2 separate regions of the Anas platyrhynchos genome follow, and region 1 is linked to region 2. Evidence: chromatin contacts called from public Hi-C data. All regions are on one chromosome and are shown on one strand. Each heading gives the region's core, a stretch centred on a gene start, on an enhancer-like site or on the middle of the called end of the contact. The rest is flanking DNA. Distances are from core to core; before and after follow the strand shown.

What was found. Hi-C and Micro-C count contacts between places; a contact is called where the count stands out from the background.
Region 1: a Hi-C map of small yellow follicle shows a contact between it and region 2, with 2.6 times the contacts expected there. The contact joins the promoter of MTA1 here to the enhancer-like site in region 2. A contact is called at or near these places in 3 of 8 Hi-C or Micro-C datasets (liver, small yellow follicle and subcutaneous adipose tissue).

The regions. Positions count from the first base shown.
Region 1 is chr8:16,424,970-16,432,499 of IASCAAS_PekinDuck_T2T, reverse strand. MTA1 (metastasis associated 1) reads left to right here and starts at 5,431. Exons shown (of 19, transcript XM_038183073.2): 1 at 5,431-5,591. The coding sequence starts at 5,564. LOC140003021 (a long non-coding RNA gene) reads right to left here and starts at 6,717. Exons shown (of 2, transcript XR_011810938.1): 1 at 6,013-6,717; 2 at 2,604-3,036. It overlaps PACS2 (phosphofurin acidic cluster sorting protein 2), which reads left to right. Exons shown (of 24, transcript XM_072041685.1): 24 at 1-2,750.
Region 2 is chr8:16,365,639-16,372,591 of IASCAAS_PekinDuck_T2T, reverse strand. MTA1 (metastasis associated 1) reads left to right here. Exons shown (of 19, transcript XM_038183073.2): 12 at 1,618-1,733; 13 at 2,549-2,700; 14 at 4,357-4,546; 15 at 4,939-5,028; 16 at 6,861-6,953. Among named protein-coding and RNA genes, the nearest start is that of CRIP2, 30 kb to the right of the region's middle. Within about 2 kb of position 3,436, at least 3 of the 8 cell types and tissues checked have an H3K27ac peak or open chromatin away from gene starts, as enhancers often do. A contact at or near this core is called in small yellow follicle, where this site is marked.

The sequences.
Region 1 (7,530 bases), core at 4,182-6,681, 58 kb before region 2:
TGCCTTGTGAGCAGGTGTGGCTCCAAAAGCATTTCCAGAGCGTGCTTTCAGAGAGCAGTGATGCTTCTGAACCTTTCCCAGCATCCACTGGTCAGGTTTGGTTTTTTTTTGTCTTTCTTTTTTTTTCCCTCCTTGGTTTGTACAGGTCTGGAGAATTTGCTTCGTCCTGCTCGGTGGCTCCTGCCCGTGTGGCTTGGAGCAGGGTGCTGGCCGTGTGCTCTGTTGGGGCTGCTGCTGACGGGGAGCAAGGGGTCACCAGGCGAGAGCGTGATCCCTGCTGCCTCTGCTGCCTGTCGCGGGGCTGCTTCGCCGAGTTTGATTTCACAAAATCCTTTCCCAGCACAAGTGCACCCTGCCTGGTGGGGACGGGGCTTTCCCTTCGAGCCCCCCGCGGGAGGAGGACGCTGTGTAGTGCTGGGCAGGCCGTCTCGTCCTCTTGCTGTCCTCCTCCTCCTCCCCACGGGCAGCTCTACCTCCATCTACCTGTGCCAGGAGCTCAGCTCCGGTGCAAACGGCGGCGTGTGTCCACTGGTTCGTGCATTTTTGGCTGACCTGAGCTGATGCTGGAGGATTAAGTAGCGTTGCCTAGCAGCAGCAGCGTGGGAGATGGCGTATAAGCACATCGCTTTTCCCTTCTTTTTTTTTTTTTTAATTTTATTGAGGCTGTTGCATCGAAAAAAAAAGAAAAAGGTTTTTCGAGGAAATTAGACGGGACGGGACGGACAGACTGACCGCCTGCAATAACTTTGTTTACTGGGGAGCGAGGGGGGAGCGTGGCCGTGCTCCTCCCTGCGTTTTGACCTGCTGTACAGAACCAGAGGGTAGCTAGCGTGGGGTTTCCGTGGTCCTGCCCGTAAATGTGTGTTGCCCTGCGCTGCTCTGTGTGTGTGTGTGTGTGAGAGGAGAGCTCACGCTCGTTGCGTTTCACCTTGGTTTGCATTTTGTGCCACCTCTGTACCACCAAACTCCCCGGGAAGCTCTGCGCGCCCGAGGGCTTGCGTCTCCGCAGGGTTTGTGCCCTGTGGGTCTGGCAGCTCTCAGCTCTCCCTCCAAGCGAGCTCCTGCTCTCCCAGCAGGATTTGGGGTGAGCACCGGGGCTGGGAGCGTGGGGGGGGGAGAGGTGGCTGCGTGTGAGCTGCTGGGTGCAGACAGACGGCTGGGGGCAGGAGGCTGCATAGCCCCGTGTTCAGCTCGAGGGGTTTGGGGAGAGGCGCAATTTAAAGGAAGAAACACCACGGTGTTATCTCACCAGCCCGGGTGAGATTGGGCTGGACACAGCTGGTGTCCTTCCCAGTTGCTGGTGGGAGCAGGGCCCCTCCGTGCTCAGAGGTGAGGCCTCAAGAAGAGGCTCGCTGCTGTCGCTGTGCTGTGCGAGGCTGACCTAGTTTATCAGTGCTGGTGAGCAGAGGACAGAAGGAAGGGTTTTGTGGCGGCGTGTTGCACCTTGTGCTTCCTGGTCCTCTGCTTTTGTTTTTTTTGGAGACTAAGGCTTGTCCCCATCCCTGCCCGGGCCGCTCAGCTGCTGGCTGTCCTGCTGCACTGGCGATGTTGCAGGGGTCTTGGGTGGCTTGTGTAGCTCAGCGCCGCAGTCATTGCTCACTTCATTCCTTACCCTTCACATCTCAGCGGGAGCTGCGGAGTCCCTCTTAATTACACATGAGCTTGGGGAGAGCCCCCGTCCCCGTGGCCGTGTTTCGCTGTGTTATTAGCACGTGCTTGCTGCTTAATCCTGCAGGGCGGGCAGGGGTGGGAGGCTGGAGGCTTCGGGGCCTGGAGGAGCTGCGCCTGGTGGTGTGCAGTCATCCAGCTTGGCCGAGCACCACGCTGACCCCTGCTCACCTGAGATGACAGCAAAGGCCTCGTGCTGCTTAGGGGTAGCAGGAATTCAGCTGCAGCTTGGCCCAAATGGCTCTGCCTGGTCATTTCTCACCAGGAACGGGTGCTGGAGGGAGCAGCGGCGAGCCAGGGCTTAGGGCATTGCACCTGGTACCTCAATTTTTAAGAAAACCCTGGTGAGAGGAAGCAGAGCTGATGGCTTTCTGCTGCTGGATGTGCCGGGGGATCCTGGGGTGAGGGCAGTCCTGCTGTGCAGCAGCACCAGGCTGGGGGGCCTGGTGCTCCCCTGGAGCTAGGTTGGATGCAAGGTCCCCGTTCCTCTGGTCTCAGCCTGGTGGATCGCTGTGTGGTCACTCGTTTTGGTGTGACGCTCCCTCTGGGCTTACCAAGTAGGAAGGGAGAAGGCCAGAAATGAGCAGCGACATCTCCCAGAGGATTTCTGGAGCTTCTTCAGCAGGGCTGTCAGGGGAAACCCTCCTGCAGGGACAGTCAGCGGCCGTGGGACAGGCAGGAGAAGGGGACAGGCCAACGTGGAAAGCAGCAGGTGACTGGTTTCCTTAAGGAAGAGCTCTGCTCTTGGCCACAGCAGTCAGCTGCTGCTTTGCACCTTGGCCGGAGAGCCTCACCTGCCCCGCTGGAGATGCCACAGGGAAGCCCTGTGCTCTGCTGCGTGCCACGAGCCTCGTCCGGACCGCAGCGCGCAGGGGGATGTTACCACTGTGTAGGTTCCTGAGTTGTCCATCTGTTTCATCGTTGTATTGTTTGGGTTCTATTTTTTTTTTTTTGTTATGAAGACATTAAGTGTAAATAGCCTTTTTTTTTTTTTTATTTTGGAACAAACTGCAACGTGCTCGACCTCGTCAACTATTTTATGGTACTAATGCAACACTAATAAAACTGGACATGAAAGCACATACCCGTCCCTTGAGTCATCTCTCGGCAGGGGCTGTTCTGGGGCAGTTGTCTCTGGTAGGAAATGCTCCTGGAGGCTGCTGCCAGCAGCTGGTCCCTTAAGGCAAGGTGTCGAGCTCCCATCATGGCCAGATTTCTTCCATCCTGAGTGTGGGGTGGGAGATGGGGGGAACTGGGCTCTGGGTTTTCTTCTGGAGCCATGTGGGAGACGGAGCAGTGAGGTGCTGCAGTGTGTTGTACAGGGAGCTGTGAGCAGGACCACGGTGTGCTTTGTTCAACTTCTCACCACTGCTGTAAGGAAGAGGAGAGAGAAGAGATGGTCAGGGCAGCCTTCCCAGGCATCACCTCCTGTGCATGAGCAGGCTGGGAATGCCCTCAGCTCCTCCGGGACAGCAGGTCTCACCGCCCCCAAGGGGTCTTAGCTACAGGAAATCCAATTTTGAACAACAGTCGTGGTTTTTTTTTCTTGCATTGTATCTCCAGCTGCCCAGCAGAGCTGGTGGAGCAGCACATCCTCTCCCAACAGCACTGTCCTCTCCTGGTTTTTGCAGCCCTGCCGCCCTCTCCCCTTCAGGAGAGCAGAGGACCAGCCCCCCAACACCAGGGAGCAGGACATCTCTCGTGTCTTCTGCAAGGGAAGAGAGGTGCAAAGGGAATTTGAAGGGCTGACCTTTGGGTCCTGGTCCCTCAGGGAACTCAGCAGGAGTGGAGAGGGCTGTGCTGGGAGCAGGGAGCAGCAGAGCGGGGTGATGAGCAAGAGGGGAATGGAGCTGGGTGTAGCGAGGATGGGTCAGGGTCAGGGTGTGCCCGCTCGCATGCAATAGGCACAGAAATCTGCCCTCGCCCACGTGTGCTGGGATGAGCTGATTTGGGCCAGGCGGCCTCTGACCGGGCTCTGGAAGCGCCGGCATCTTCTTTTTGCAGGTCTCAGCCTTTCCCTGTGGATGTGCTTCCTCGGTGCCGCACGAAAGGCATCAAATGCAAGAAACGCCCCATCAAAACATCCCGAGGGCTTTCTGGAAGGCCTGCGTTTGCCATGGGGAGAGCTGGTGACACCCCCAGGACCAGGCTTTGGAGGAGGGAGACTGGGCTTTGACCATCCCACTCCTTCCCCGGCTGCGTCTGCCGGAGCCAGCTGCCCTCCTGCCGTTGCACAAGGCCCCGGTGGTGACCACAGCCATTGCTCAACGTGGAAGAGGAGCAGCAGGGAAGTCCTGACATGTTTTTGTTGCTATCGTTTAAAAACCCATTTAGCGTCTGGCAAGAGCAGTCAACACCACATGACTGGCCACTTCTTGGTGTGCAACCACCAAGTGCCCCATGATGCGATTTGTAAATATTTATTCTGGATAATTTTTCTGTGTCCTACTGAATTATTTTCCGCTCGGCGGAGCAGTGGCGGCAGCAGCCGGTCCCTGCATGCGGCACGGATGGCGGTGTCCGCAGCGGCTCCATGGGCACAGCTCAGAAAGGAGGGAATATCGCGGTGGTACCCTCCATGAAGTGAATGTTTTTGGATTTTCACTGCCAGCTGGGCTTTCCTGGCTCACTCCTTGCAATACCGGGAAGGTGGAGGCATGGCCTACTGGGATGTGGGGCCTGATGGGGATTTTGGCACCTCTGGGTGCTATGTTGAATATGACCGTGCCACCTGTGGGCCCTGCCTGAGCACGGTAGGGCCTGGGGCTGGGACCGTGCTCAGCACCAGGCGCTTCCACAGCGCCGGGTCGGGGCTCGCTGCCTGGCCTGGGCCTGGCATGTGGGACGTCAGCCTCGTCACCCTCACGGGGAGCGAAAGGCCTGGTGGTTTTGGCTGGGTGTGAGCACTGGTGGTGGGTGTGTGGGTGAGGATTGTGTGTGAGCACAGGCGGTGTGTGTGTGTGTGAGGGCTGTGTGAGCACAGGTGATACATGTGAGTGTGAAGAGGGCTGGGTGTAAGCACAAGTGATATATGTGTGTGTGAGGGGTGGGTGTGCACACAGATGGTATATGTGTGCGTGTGAGGGCTGGGTGTGAGCACAGGCAGTGTGTGTGTGTGTGTGAGAGCTGGGTGTGCACACAGGTGATATATGTGCGTGTGAAGGGGACTGGCTGTGCTCACAAGTGGTATACGTGTGCCCATGTGAGGGCTGGGTGTGCACACAGATGTTTTGTGTGTGTGAGGGCTGGGTGTGAGCTCAGGTCCTATACGTGTGTGTGAGGAGGGCTGGGTGTGCGTACAGGTTGTGTGTATGTGTGTGAGGGCTGAGCGTGCACACAGGTTATATATATGTGTGTGTGTGAGGGCTGGGTGTGCACACAAGTAGTGTATGTGTCCGTGTGAGGGCCGGGTGTGCACACAGGTGGTCTGTGTGCGTGTGAGGCGGGCTGGGTGTGCGTGTGCCCGCCTGAGGCGGGCTGTGTGAGGCCGGGCGGGCTGTGTGTGTGTATAGATGTGTGTGTGCATGTGTGAGGTGGGCCGTGTGTGTGTAAGGCGGGCTGTGAGTGTGTGTTTGTCTGTGTGTGTGTGTGGTGTCTCTGTGTGTGTGCCCCGCGCTCCGCCCTCCCCCTCCATCCTCCCGCAGGCCTCTCCCCTCCCTCCCTCCCTGCCGTCCTTCCCCTTCCCCTCCCTCTCCCCGCCGCCGCCGTGCCCCTGCCCTCCCTCTTTCCTCCCTCCTTCCCTCCCGGTGCCTCCTCCCTCCTCTCCCCTCCTCTCCCTCCCTCCCTCCCCCGGCGGCGCGGCCCCTTTAACTCTGCGCTCCCCTCCCCCGCCCGCCCCAGCCTCCATTTTCCAGCGGCTCCGGCACCTGGAGGCGGCGGCGGCCCGCAGCCGGCCATGGCCGCCAACATGTACCGGGTCGGAGGTGAGCGGCCCCCGCCGCCCTCCCGCGGCTCCTGCGGGGCCGGGACACGCGTGGGGGGCCCGGGGGGGAGCCGCGGGGGCACGGCCGGGGATGGGGGCGGGCTGCGGGGGGTCGGGGCGCGGGGGGAGGCGAGCACAAAGATGGGCAGGCTGCTGGGGGGCTGCCCCCCTTCCCTTGCCTTCCCTTCCCTTCCCTTGCCTTCCCTTCCCTTCCCTTGCCTTCCCTTGCCTTCCCTTGCCTTCCCTTCCCTTCCCTTCCCTTCCCTTCCCTTCCCTTCCCTTCCCTTCCCTTCCCTTCCCTTCCCTTCCCTTCCCTTCCCTTCCCTTCCCTTCCCTTCCCTTCCCCCTGCCTCTCTCCCCTCCCTGCCCGCTCTCCCATTCCTCTCCCCCCCCTCCCCTGATTGCCCTTTGTTTTAACTCACGGCAACGCAGAGGAGAGGCAACAGGGCCCCGGCGGGTGGATTTGATTTTATTTTATTTTATGGAAGATAAACACGCAGGGTGGTCTGGCGGGGAGCTCTGCGCTCAGCCATTTTCCCTTCGCAGAAAGTGTGCGCCGCAACTTCTCCCCCCCCCCCCCCCCCAGGAGCTGCTTTGGGGGAGATGCTTTTTGGGGTCCCCCCTCCCCGTCCCCAGACACCCCTCGTCTTTCAGAGTTTGGTGAAACCAGAGCGAAGTGAGCGAGGGAGGCGACACAGCCGGGGCGGCCAAGCCACCCTGCCTGGCTGCCACTACTTTTCTGCTTCCTCGGCCTGCCCTCACTTTGTGCTCTGGGATTTTTTGCTCCTTTTGGCACAGCCATACTTTTTTTTTTTTTTTTTTTTCCTGCTTCTTGGTGCCGTGGAGGGCCGAGATGTGCCTCTGGGCCGTCCCGGCTTTGTTTCTTGGAGGGTCTGAGGCTGGTGTGCGGTGCCTTGTGGTGGTGGCTGGGGGATGCTGAGAGCGGCAGGGCGAGGGGAGCTGGGGGAATTCAGGGCTGTTTAGTGTCACGGCACCATTCTCGCATGGGATGCCGTCCCTGGTGCCCTGCACGGCCAGGTCTGCGGTGGGCAGGGATCTCTGCAGGCCGCTGGGCCACCTGCTGCTGCTGCAGGCTGGCCTGGAGGATGCTCGGGGCCTGCCCGCCCCGTGGTGGCATCCCGGAGGACCACGGTGCAGGGATGGCATCCTTCCCTTGGGCCCTGCCCAAAGTGTTTGGCCACAGCGCCCAGACACCAGGGAAAACTTCCTGGTGTCGCAGCTGGCGTCCCTCATCCCTCATCCTCTCCCTGTGCCCCCTGAAGAGAGCCCTGCCCTGCCAGCCCTGTGCCCTAGCTGTGACAGCAGTGACATCCCCGCTGGGCCAGCACTGCCCACCCCGCTGCCTCCTGTGTGTCCCTGTGCTGCTCCCAGCTCCCCAGGTGGCCTTCCCAGCGCTGAGCAGCGGGGCAGGACCCATCCCTTCACCCCACTGGTGCAGCACAGGGGGATGTTGGCCACCTTTGCTGCGAGGGTGCGTGCTGGCTCTTGGGTACCCTGTTGTTTCTCCAGTTGTTTTTCGGCAGAGAAGCTCTGCAGTCAGCCTGTGGCGCTGCGGGGAGTTATCCCATCCCAGCTGCAGGACTTTGCTTAGCCTTAGCTGAACTTCCTGAGGTGCTTGTCAGCCCGTTTCCTGGCTTGTCAAAGTTCCCCTGAGTAGCAGCCCTGCCCACAAGTGTGTGGCATGCTTTTCCTGGCTCCCCAAACTTTTGGTGAGCGTGTTCCAGTCCCAATCCATCGCAAAACATCCACAGCTGGCCTCGTGTCGGTGCCGAGGGATGCTGTTAGCAGCCAGGTGAAGGCTGTGCTGCTGCTCGCAGCCCTCTGAGCCCGGTGTTCATCTGGTGAGCCTCCTAATCTGCTGCCCAGTGCGTATCCACCTTGCTGCCCAGCCCTTATCTCAGCATTTTGGTTCGAAGGCT
Region 2 (6,953 bases), core at 2,187-4,686:
TGCATACGGTTTGTGTAGGTCATTCACAGCAGATGTTTTTTTTTTTTCGTATGGAAATGGAACTTAACTGAGCATGATTAAATACTTTCAAATGAAGAGAAAGATGACCTCTTCTGACTGCCAGCACAGCATAAGCTTTCTGGCAGAGTTTGGGTTTGATCTGGAGCTGCGTGGGCCAGTTGCCTTCAGAATTCGGTCACCTGGAATTCCTTTGCTTTTAGGGGTCCTTGCTGAGAAGGTGAAACCAGTAGCAGTGCCACACTAGAAAGAATTAAATTATTTGTGTGTTTTCCCTGAATGCTGTTTTCTTTGAAGCACTCGACTGAGTGGAAAGTAACATGTTGTGGGCTACTTAAATTGGTGCGACTCCTGTGTCTGCAGTCGATGTGTAAGAAAATGAGTTTTCAGAAACCTATTTTACAGAGCCCATTTTAAGGTATTTCTGCTTGAATATGTGGATTTCCTAGTTTATTGATTGGAAATAAAAAGAATATGCCCACTCTGTTGAGTTTTCAGGTAAGAGAGTATGGGTGAAACATAACTGGCATTAGAGCTTGGGCTTATATTCAAAAACCCACACCAGAGGCTGCCTGGTTTTTGTTGCTTCTCTAAGCTAAGCTCCTCATCACCAGCTTGGAGTCCTTGTGTCTTCATAAATTCTTTGTGTATACTACTTCAATGAAACTTCTTGTGTGTCTCACCTTCTTCCATCCCCCAGACGTCCTGTCCCCGCAGTATGGATTCGCTGTGCTTCTTGTTCCCTCCCATGCCAAGGGTTTTGTGAATGTCTCCTTTTCCCTCTCTGGCATCTTCCCCTGCAGTGCCTGTACTCTTCGTACTGTTCTTCATGCCAAGGTTTTGTTTGTCCTTCTATTCCCAGCTCCTACCATTAACTTTTGTTCCTGAGTCAACACCTTCAGCAGCATACAGGGATGAGTGGAGGCGATGTTTTTGTATCAGCATCTATTAATGACAGATGTTGATGGACTTCTTGTTCTGTGGCTGTTAAACTTTTGGATTTTCTGCAATTAGCAGAAGCTTAGATGTTTCCTAGGAAAAGCTCAGATCATGGATTAAGACTTGATGAAAGCTCATATTCCTGATCACCTCTGTATCTTAGGTCTGGAGATGGAATTACTTTGTAGTAAGGCAATGTGAAAATATGTATGTGAGTGTAGCACAGGGTTATCCTTCCCTGAATGAAACAGGGGTCTGTCTCTGCCTGCTTCTCATTCTCCATCCCCTGTGCTGCTTCTTGGAGATTCACATAAAACATCTTTCATGTTGAGGACAGGGAGAGATCTGTAGACAGGATCTTCTTGCCAGCTTGATCAGAATGTTCAGGAGTGTAATTAAGATGCCTCCCTTGCCTCAATGGTTTGTTGTTTTAAAATGTTTTTTGTCTCTGAAATGGCATTGAACTAATGTAATACGGACATAGGAGAGTGTATTCATGAAAGACGGATTGCTGGTAAGTACAGCTCCTTGTTCTGAAAGCCACACGATGAACAAAATTTCAGCCTTCAATCTCAAATGTTTTGGGCCATGTTGTTAAGTCTCCTAGGAAATTGCATGCCTTGATTAATGTTTGTCCTCCTTTTTGCTTTGTGTTTTAAGTAACAAGCCAAACCCCAACCAGATCAATGTAAATAATGTCAAACCAGGAGTGGTAAATGGTACTGGAGTACAGGCACAGAACACGGGAGCAGGACGGGCCTGTGAAAGCTGTTATAGTAAGTGACATGCGGACATGGCACTTGTGCACAGAGGGCGAGTGCTGTATTGCAAGCAGTAAAGTAAATGCTGTGCTTGGGAGGAGGGAGCAGGGGGGAGAAGGCTTTGAAATGGTGGGGGGACAATTTGATATAGCAGCGTTCCAGCAAAAGTGGTTTTGGAGTTGCTGGTTTTACATAAATGTAATTGTAAAGTACTTAAGGGGGAGTTAGCTACCTACAATTATGTATGACACTTACTATTGAGCAAAGACTTTAATCACCAAGCTGTGAACTTGACAATTTTTTCATTATTTTAAAGTAGATCCCCAAATATGGGATATCAGTGTATTTGGTCTGCTGGCTGGTACTAATACACTAATGCTTGCCCTCCTTTATGGGAAGCCTTTAGAGATGCTGGAATGCAGGACAGCACAAGAAGTCAAGTCACAGACTTACCTTTCATTCTTCCATTGTAAAATTAAAGTATTGGGGAGTTCCTGGAGAGAATCTTCCATCTTTCCCTGCAGAAATTGTCTATTAGTCTAGCAAAACGAGAGCTTTCAGTTTTGTTGGCAGGGTGTTTTCCCATCCTAGTAAGCGTTTTTTCTGTTCATGTTTTAAAAGAGTTTTAATGTATGTAATTGATTTCACTGAAATAACAAGTACATTTAACAGTGGTGATGGCAATAAAGCCATCAGCAGGTTTTTAAGGTCTGTTTGAGATTTGCACTGTCTTTGTGTGGGTTTTCTTTTATGATAGTTCTAAAGAGAATAAGCTCTGAAAAGTGATCCTGTTTAAGGATATATATAATTTCCACCTTTGTTATCTCTAGCCACACAGTCTTACCAGTGGTATTCTTGGGGTCCCCCTAACATGCAGTGTCGCCTCTGTGCATCCTGTTGGACGTACTGGAAGAAATACGGTGGCTTGAAAATGCCAACACGGTTAGATGGAGAGAGACCAGGACCAAACCGCAATAATTTGGTAGGTATTAGCAAAAAAAAGGCTGCTTGGTGATCTTGTCTGGAAAGTTAGGTGATGTAATTTGTTATCACTTGTTCACTGTTCTTAAATATTTAAGAAAAAGAATGCCTTCAACCTCCATTGTTGTTCTTGAGTTTGTTTTTCTATCACTTGCAAAAGTTGGCATGTTAGCTTCAGCTCTATGCAATTTGTTGCGAAATACCACCCCCGCAGAAAGAAAAACCCACATTATTTGTTTAGCAAAGTAGCCATCAAATGCATGGGATAACTTCAGGAACTTCATGGAAAAAAAAATGGAATGCCAGCCAATGTTTCTGATATTCTCTTTCCATGATTTTTGCTGCAGGAGGAAGAGGACTAATTTTCCATAAAGGAATTCATTATTTCCTGAAAGCTGTTCCCTTTCCTAAGGCACATTCAAAATTAGATATCCCAATCAGCTAGCAGCTTTTTAGAGATCCCTTATCTTGTTATTCTTCTTCCTCCTATTTTTTTCAATTAACCCTGTTTTTTTTTTTAGTCTTTGATTAAGCATTTTGTGAGCTTCATTTTTTGTATTGTATTTATTAAAAGAAAATCTCAGAATTTTTCTGAATTTAGAGAAAGTTTAGTCTTGAAGCATTGTACATTGGGCTGACTGGAAAGAATGGCTGCGTCACAACAGCAGCTATGGAGAGAAGGAGAGTACACAGTGTACTTTGGTTTTAGATTATTTCTTTCCCCTCTCCTAGTCTTTCCTATTGCTGCCTTCCTTTTCTGTTTCTTTTCTTTAGCCACTGTCCTTTCCAGCATTCTGCTTACCCTCTGAAGCTGCTTAATTGCCGAGATAGCTGCCAGGTTTTATCAGCCCTATAGCTCGTTTGTTAGTTAAAAAGTATGCAAACAGTCTGAGAGGGGAAATCCTTGTTCTTCCCAGGCTGAAATTTCCTCTTATTTTCCGCCCATAGGCAGGTTTGAGATAACAAGATATTACTTTCATTATTTGATTGGTTTACTTTGTTGCTTTTATTAAAAAAGATACTGCTTTTGCTCTCTGTACTAGATAAATGTCTTTCTGTATTATTCTTTATTACATGTAGTGAATATGTGCGTGCTCTGTAAATTGAGTTCAGAGTAAGAATTTAACAAATTTCTGCAGCTTTGAGACAAAAAAAAGTTCTTGCATGCTGAATGTTTGCTTTGGGAAGTGAGTTTGTGATGTAAATTGGCCATACAGCTGCTTTCTGGTGTTCTTCTCCCTCCTACAAATGATTTGTTATAAGGAGTTTGCATTATATATCCAGAACCACTCTAAGCACCCAAAGTTTGGGAGTCTTGCTATTGACTCTGTAAGTATTAAATCACGTGATAGCATCAGGCAACTTCTCTTGGCCTGGCTTTTGAATCCTTGCTTTAAAATTGAGGACAGTACAGAATTGACTACATAGCTGTGAAGAGAAGATGTTTACCTTTGTTTTATCCCATGAAACATTTCAGAAGAAAATTGTTGATGGATAAGACTTAGGAAATGGTAAATAGCTGTGCTGAAAATATTTTCTTCTATAATACCGTTGCTGTTCATACGTCTGTGTATCAGTAGTTGAAAGTGATTTTATATAGTTTCTGTTCTTTAAAGCCATGCTCTTCAAAATTATATTTATTTTTCTTTATTTTTAGAGTCCTCATGGTGTGCCAGTACGAAACAGTGGGAGCCCCAAGTTTGCTATGAAGACACGACAAGCTTTTTATCTCCATACAACAAAACTGACAAGAATTGCCAGACGTTTATGTCGAGATATCTTACGCCCTTGGCATGCTGCAAGACATCCCTATCTGCCTATTAACAGCGCAGCAATCAAAGCAGAATGTGAGTGGTGATGCAGCTGGCACCTACTTGCAAAGGGCAAAGGAGCCCTTTGAGATTCCTTTACGTATTTAAGTTTGAGCTGCAGCTTCCCAGTGTTCTTTTGCTCTCAGTTAGTGCTCCCACAAAACCTGGCTCTACTTGTGGAGTGTTCTAACTGATGACAGGCTAGACAAATACTGTGAAAATTCATGAGTTATTTGTTCTGAAATACTCCTGTTTGCTGGTACCTTTAGCATTCTCCTGCATTTGCGTCCTGTTGCCAAGACATGCATGCAACCTGTAAATGCTCTTTATGATTGGAAAGCTCTTTTCTAAACACTTGAGTTATTCACTTAGTTCTACTACAATATCTAAGTGTAGTTGCCCTCTAATTCTTTTTGTTTGTTTTACAGGCACAGCACGTTTACCAGAGGCATCAGAAAACCCATTGCTATTAAAGCAAGTGGTTCGAAAGCCTTTAGAAGCAGTACTCCGGTATTTAGGTATTTAAAAAACAAACAAAAAATACCCTTGCAAAATAAACAGAAAACCCTACTAGCTAATTCTGCTAGCCCTTTCTTTTTCCCTTTTATTTTGGGTTTAGATGCTGGTTCTGGATTTAAAAAAAAATAAAAATAAAATAAAATTGAAGACCTCCCCATGAACTTCCCCCTTTTCCTGTCTGACAGACCTAGTTGCTCCAGTCCACTGTGGGCTCGCTGAGCTGCAGCTGAAGCTTTTTTATATGAGGGGTGGGACATGGCACAGTTTGCTGTGGTGTCTCATGCATGTGTGGACAGGTTGCCCTCTGCTAATGGAGGCATAAATGTCATGTTTTGGGAACAATTGGTCAGTCCGTTATTGCAATTTTAGGGCAGCCTGAAGGCAGTTACTACAGCTGGGTCCTCCAGGGAGCCTTTCAGGTTTAGCACAGCTTGTGAATCAGCTGCTGGCTGTCCTTGCGTAGGAGCCAGACAATGGGGCATATGCTTCTGTTCATCTTAATTTTCATCTTGTTTTCTGCTGTTTTCTTGAATACTTGAGCCTCTCTCACAGCTGATCTGTGGCGGAGTACTAAGTAGCGCTGTCTAGGACCTTAGTGTAAGTTTTTAGGTGTTGGAGGCAGCCAGATAACATGATATACCAGCTCTGACTACAAATAATTTTCCCTAGTGCTGCTGGTTGTTAGAGATACCCCGAAGCCAAGTCTGAGGGTGTAACCTCAGTCTAACAGGAGTCTAACCACGGAGAGCTAGCTTGGACCATGGTCCTTTGAAGGCTTCCAGATTATCAAGGAAATTGATTGCCTTTTTACTCTGATAAGAAACACTGGAGTTAATTTTATGTTTCTTTGAACATTTTTGTTGATGAAATATTGTAAGGCTGAGGGTTTATTAAATATTTACTGCTTCTCTGTTGAGTGTTGTGCTTAAGTGCTGAATACTGATGAGATACACAGACTGGGAAACCTTTGGGTATGTATGGCACGACCACATAAAGCAAATAAAGGGAGATTTTTTGCTGTTGAATAAAATCCCGCTCTTAATAGTTGTGGAGCATGTAACAATAGATTTTGAGATTTCACCTGAGCACAAATTCAGTAGCACCATGTCACGATCTGTGACTGTTGCACAGGGAGAGGGGAGTGAAGGAAGTGAAGGGAGGCTGATGGATTAGTGAGAATATAGCTCTCTTTTTGGAGCTCAGTGCACTTTACATCATATGTTACCCTACTGTTGGGGCTGAGAGATCCACTCATGTGAAGCTCTCACTTGCTGTTAGTTGTAACTTTCTCAAAACCTTTTCTGTTGGACAGCCTGTGCTTGGTCTCTGCCTCAGCCAAAAGGTTGAATTTAGGCTCTGTGTTCTTTCTAGTGGTGCTCTGTATCCTCACTTGTTCAGCTGGTTAAAAACTATATTTTTACAAACCTTGCTAACCTGGTAAAGTTGTCATTTTCTCAGAGTCTAGGGGTGCTGTGTGACTGCCCAAAGATGGCTTTTAATATAGAACAGGCCAGAAATTATACCAAATTATTGGAGAACAATGTTTTGAAAATAAATACAAGGTGCTCTTGTTATCAGCTCTTATTTTAGGCTAGTGATGTGGTACAGTGGATGTTATGAAATTGATTTTAACATCTTCAGTAGAAGTGAGTTCCTAAATATACTTAAAATGATCAATATAAATAGCAATCCTCAATCAAAATTACTGACTGAGGTAATTGCTGTATAAGGGGAAGTATACTTTGTCACTGTGGAAGTTTGCAGGTTGCTTTCGGGTTTGTAATTCCAGTATCTTCATTAATAAAAGTGACCCCTTGCTGTTCCACCACAGAATCTCATCCGTGTCCTCCGAAACCAGATCCTGCAAAGAGCTTATCCAGTTCTCTCAACAATCTGACTCCTGCCAAGTTTACGCCTGTCATTA